Regions from separate parts of the Dromaius novaehollandiae genome. Here region 1 is linked to region 2. Evidence: chromatin contacts called from public Hi-C data. All regions are on one chromosome and are shown on one strand. Each heading gives the region's core, a stretch centred on a gene start, on an enhancer-like site or on the middle of the called end of the contact. The rest is flanking DNA. Distances are from core to core; before and after follow the strand shown.

Region 1 (3,137 bases), core at 463-2,962, 200 kb before region 2:
AGATTGAGCTACAAGGTTTATTTTCAGAGTTGAATACATTAATCCTTTGACTGCTTTTTTGTTTCATTGCTTAGCAGGTCAATGCTCAAGATGCCAAATATTTTCTGAATGCACTGACAGTAGTTCCCCTCAGAATAAGTGGAAAGAGAAGATGCTTAGCATCTCCAAAACTTACTCAGCACTTTACAACTGTTTTCATTTGTGCCAGCTGGCAGATGATAGAACTGTGAGGTATGTATTCATTTTATTTTAAATATGACAACATGATATGAAAGCTGCTCATTGTGGTGTTATACTACCAATGACATGTTTAAAACTGCTCTGAGGGGGCACATTTTGAAAAAAAAATTCCAAAATGATGTTCTTCCTGGCATAATAATTGAAGACCATCTCACTTGTAGAATTATGGGTTTTATTCAGAGAACATTTTACTTCCATTTTTACTATTTTTTTTGCTGCCTAAATTATTACAACACACTTAATGATTACTACAATGCTTTTATGCTATTTATCACTGAACTATTTCCAACATTCAGTACAATTTATAGTATCTACTTGAAGGAGTAGTGCTCCTTGAAAGAAAGTTGCTTATAACAAAAAATTAAAATCCAACACCATGAACTTCAGTAGCTCCCTCCCAGCTAGGCCTCCCTCCAACTATCCCCCCAGAATGTCTTGGTTTTGCCTTTCAGATTATATTGTGCTTTTTTTGTTTGTTTTGGAATGATCTTTGAATCCTCCTTCCTACCTCAGTCCCTCAGTGCTTCCCAGCTTTAAAACAATTATACTTCCCACAGCTTCCCTTATAGCAGCTTTCTTCTTTTAGCCCCGCACTGGTACCTCAGTCTTATCATAAAACATGTTGTTGGCCTAAGAATATTTGTTATACATTTCCAGGTACTCATTAAAGCCATCATCCTGAGCCATGGTAGGATCTCCCGCAGGTAAAAGGGGCAAGTTCAGAGTCTCCTATCTCCTCCTCTAGGACCTGCCCCTATGGATGAAGGTGGATGAGAAACTGACCTCATATTGCAGGAGGGATGGAGACACCAAAGTCAGCCTGATATACAGGACTTCTCTCCTTCAAAACTGCTTCAGAGGATTTTCTTTGTGCTGGAAGGAAATAGGAAACAGCAAGGGGCTGAGGCTCAGAGTTTAGCTTCTAGACCACTGTATCTGAATGGACAAAAGTTATTCTGTGGAAAAAATACTGATAATTGTCCAGCCTCTCACTTGGATTTTACCGACTACAGCTGGTAGGTCTGCCAGCACCTCCAGGTGTCACACAGATAAAAACACTCAAGGCCTGCGGCTTAGTCGATGACAGCACACGACCAGCAGCAAAGCCGCCCTGCAGTCTTACGAAGTCTCCTTTCTCGTCCCAGGGCAAAAGCAATGAAAATACTGCGCATCAGCTGGGAGAGGTACAGGTAAAAAGCCCCCTCACCCTGCCCTGCCCCGCCCTCCCCGCTCGCGCAGACACAGGCCCGCGCGCCCAGCGGCGAGCTAACGGCCAGCGCGAGGCGGCGGGGCTGCGGAAGAGGGGCGAACGCGAGGGGGCGGCGCTGCGGGAGCGGGACGAGCTAACGGCCCGCGCGAGGGGGCGGCGCTGCGGGAGCGGGCACGCGCCGCGGGAGCGGGCACGCGCCGCGGGGGGGGGGGGAAGCGAAGCCGCAGAGCGCACGCGACCCCTCAGCGACGGGGGCGGCCCCAATGCTAACGAGGCACGTGACTGGGCGGGGCGCGCGTGCGCCCGCCAGGCTCGCGGAGGGGGCGCGGCGCGGCGGCCGATGAGAGAATCAAGCGGCGACTCTGCACCGCGGTGGGAGTTGAGGGGGGCGCGCGCGCGTGCGCCGGCGGCCGAGCGAGCGGGGCCGCGCGCCACGGGCGGAGCGCGGCGGCGGCGAGCGGAGCGCTCCCGGCCGGCAGCGGCCTCCGCCGACCGTCGCGCCTCCCGCTGGCACCGAGGTGAGAGCGCGGCCGCGGGGCTGCGTCCCCATCGCTCCGGGCGCGCCGGGAGCCGGAGGTGCCCCGGAGCCCCGCGGGCCGGGCTGGGCCGGGCGGGCGCGGCTGCTCTCGCCGTCGGTGCGGGGCGCCGCTGTGGCGGCGGTGCCCGCGGTCTGGTGCGTGTGGCCGTGGTTCGAGGCTGCTCGATGCCTGGCGGGGGGCTTCGGGGCCGCGCGGGCTCCTCCGTCCCCCTGAAACTGAGGACCGGTAGCGTGCCGAAACCGAAAAACGGGGAGTTAGCGCGCCCGCTGCGACCACGCTGTCAAGGCGCAGCGGCGTTTTAAAACTATCCCCTATTTCAGACCAGTAACGCTTTGTAGTGAAGCCGTGCATCGCAGGGCATTAATAGGACACTTAAGCCTACTTCATGACAGAGTTGCTCTTAATTACCGTCCGTGCACCTTCAACCCACAAGGATCCACAAACCACAACTTGGAGGCAGTCGTGTGAAGTACCAGATGCAGCTAAAATTTCACTCCTTTGGTTGTCAGTAATCTTCTTCCACTCACGCTGGGAAAGTAATCTCCCTGGGGAATGAAGCCTAAATCCCTGTTATTGTAACTGGTCCCTTACTGCTGCCAGCTGTTCCTCTGTATCTTTATGAGCAGGCCTTATAAATGGCTCACTTTGGAAAAAAGTGTGCTCACAAGTTGTCTAGCAACGTTTTTTTGCCATACTCGGTGTCAATTCATATGTGTCTTGAACGTTTCCTTGAAATACAGTCTTCGTAAATCATATTTTATAGGGCTGCTGTATAGAGCTTATTTTCTAAAAGGAGGAGGAAAACCATTAATACTCATTTTCTAAAAGGAGGAGGAAAACCATTAATACCAAAGTGTGTGTGGCTGAAGATGTTTCTAATGTGAGGTTTTGCTGCTTGTCTGTTTTGGATCTGAGGACAGGAAGCCTTTTAAAACTGCTATTTTTCATCTGGAAATTTTCTTAGAGTTAGTTATTTCAATTTAATCACAGAAAATAGAATAGAAATCAATGCTTGATGCGTTAAATATTACACAGTTGAGTCCCTGATGATGCTTGTTTAATGTCTACCTAACTGTCACAATTTTGAAAAGACAGCAGTTGATCAAAAGTTGTTCTGTAGCATTATGGGCAGTGGCACAAATGTGTAT
Region 2 (2,768 bases), core at 144-2,643:
GTGGCCAGTGCTATTCCCTATTATTACAAAATGGCATCCTTCTTTAAGATGTTTTCCTGCTATTTGAAGTGTCTTTCATAGCTTTGCCTTAATCATAAAACACCAGTTTAAGTATGGGCAAGTACTTAGGGACCTAATGTTTCTAATCCCATCATCTTGTGGTTATCGTGTAACCAGAAAAGTTGGTAAAATTAGGAGTGTTTTATTGGTGCTTCATGTGGACTGCTTTTGTAGCAAACAAAATTGTTTCAAGTCTTGATATTTTACTCCATCTGCATTAAGAGTAGCATTTCTGCCTCTTACGTAATTTGTTGTGTGTAAGCTTTTCATCAAAACCACAGGAGCTGTAGAGTGTATGACTATCTTCCTTTAATACTCTTATGCCCCTATTGACTTGAACTGGGGCAGCTACTGAGTAATAGGCTTATCTGCTACTGCTGCTATTACTACTACTACTACAACTTTTCCCTCTTACTATAGGTAGTAGCATGGAAGAAAAGCTTGTTTGGCTAATAGGCTCCCCTAATAAATATCAGTACAAGAAAGGGCATGGAGTCAAAGGGATTCCTTGTTTCCCCTCTCTCTCTGATGTAGATAAACATCTATATCAATTATAATTAATTCTTTGAGTGAGGTGAAGGAGCAATGTCTCAAGCTCTGTCTAGTATGAAATAACTTTGAAGTGTGGTATGTGCTACCACTGATATGGATAAATCTGCTGAAGAGTGGAGTTTTGTCTTCTGTTGGCAGAGGAAGGTGGAATTGGCAACGAACTTCTAAATGTATGCTTATCAGCATCACCCACTGCATTTGAGATCTGTATACAGGGTTCTTTCTGTTGTTCAACATACTGTACGCTGTTGGCTTTCCACATCCAATATTTTTCTTATGTTTTTCAACAGATATTAATTAACTTTTACTAATCTTTCAAGTCCTTGATCTAAGAAGTGAATAAAACAAGTATTATTGATTTACATGGCATTCTTTTATTCAGTTGCTCCCTCTAAGATATTATACCATTTCTTCATCTGTTCAAGTATAGTAGCACATCATCTATTACAAAAACATAGCAACTTTGTCACTGTACCAAATACCTAACTTGCAGTGGAAGAAGTTGGAAAAATGTATGCAGCTTGTTGAGTCTGTGGTTTGTCAACACGTGCATGCAGGTTTAACCATGTTTTACAGGTATCTCTTCAATGTCTTTCCAAGTATTATTTTAAGCTTATTTATCTAGAGTCTAGACACGGAGATGGCACAGAAGTCAGCAGCAGTCTGAAGTCTTAAAAGCCTGTTATGTGGGCTGTTAAGGAACTAGATGCATAAGCTGGTCGGAAACTAAACAGGTTCTGGCAAAACATCTGCTCCTGCTTAAAATCTGCTGGTTGTTTGGCAGCTATCAAATGACATACCTCTTCACCTAAGCCTGACTGAAATTCCCTCAGCTGCTTGGTGGAGGTTTATTCTTGTGTGATCTTAAGTCATTATTGGCTTGTGTTCGGAGCCGTGTTATACTTGCCATTTTGCACTTGCACATTCCTGTTTAGGCTTTAGGTCTGCTTTCCCCTTTTAGATGTACTTAGTAGTAGCTGTCTCTTTCATGAAACTACTTTTCCTTTTAAAGTACGGAGTTTATAAAGGTAGTGGATGTATAGATCCTGAAATTTGAACTAGTTGGCATAGACTCTTATGAAATGTAGCTGTCTCTAGAATCTGTTGCACGTCATATGTTCTGTAATAAAGGGGTTAACCTCTATTACCTTGGCAAACTAGAACTGAACACACTGCATGTATGGCACTACCATCTTAAAAATTTCATGTTTGTTTTTATCTGCAATTGCTAGAACCAGTACTCTTAGTCTAAATATATGTATGTGGCATCAATTGGGTGATTTTTTTTTTATTACTTACCTATGTTTTATTTTTATTTGTAACACTTTTTCCTTAACTGACTGAACATGATACTTAAGTTGCGATTTGTTCTGGGCTTGTTCTTGAAGCCAGAATTGTGGCAAAGGATTAAGGTGACTAGGGGCTGGGAGAATGTGAGAGTAATGAGAATGTTAAATCTTTTATGAACAGTCATGACTAAACTTGAGCTTTTTTTGGTAGTACCTGCAGCACATACCTTTCTGATTTGGGCAAAAGTACAAGGTAGATGTTGATCTATTGTTGATCTGTGTAGTGTCTTGGTAACCAGAGACAGTATATTCATGTTGAGCATAAACCTGTTAGGGAGAATGAGTCTGCATTTTAAAGTAAACAAAGATGTTGGAACATGTGCATATCCTACTTAATAGAGGTATGATAGCATTAGTAATGAATAGTAACTTTCAGTGTTTAACTAAGTTAACGCATTCTTGTTGGTTACTTCCACTAACCTGAAGCTGGCCCTAATAATAAAAAGCAATTGTTTAGGGCTGTGTTCTAATAACATAGCCCAACTGCTTAAATAAAACAAATATGGGACACTGACATAATTTTCTGTAGCCGTGTGCTGGGGATTGACTCATCTAATGGGAAGTGGAGACTGTCCACAATCTACCCCATAAATCTCACTAAAAGCTTTAATGTAGGCGCTTTCTGTCCTGACAGTAAGTTTACATTAGTGTAGCTTGCTACAAGTAAAACTTAGTTACAGCTGACAAGTATTTACAATGAAGATTGCTTTAATACTTTCCTGGTAAATATGTATGACACAGTAGCTCATTTAGCAAAGCAGCTCTTGCTCACTTTGGGAATGATAAGTAATATGTTAAAGATGATAG

The links. Hi-C and Micro-C count contacts between places; a contact is called where the count stands out from the background.
Region 1: a contact with region 2 is called in a Hi-C map of brain, with 4 times the contacts expected there. The contact joins the promoter of OSBPL8 here to the enhancer-like site in region 2. A contact is called at or near these places in 2 of 4 Hi-C or Micro-C datasets (brain and ovary).

The regions. Positions count from the first base shown.
Region 1 is chr1:38,999,558-39,002,694 of bDroNov1.hap1, reverse strand. OSBPL8 (oxysterol binding protein like 8) reads left to right here and starts at 1,712. Exons shown (of 24, transcript XM_064509287.1): 1 at 1,712-1,968. The coding sequence starts at 1,791.
Region 2 is chr1:38,800,211-38,802,978 of bDroNov1.hap1, reverse strand. All of the region lies in intron 4 of NAP1L1 (nucleosome assembly protein 1 like 1), which reads left to right. Among named protein-coding and RNA genes, the nearest start is that of PHLDA1, 19 kb to the right of the region's middle. Within about 2 kb of position 1,393, at least 1 of the 2 cell types and tissues checked has open chromatin away from gene starts, as enhancers often do.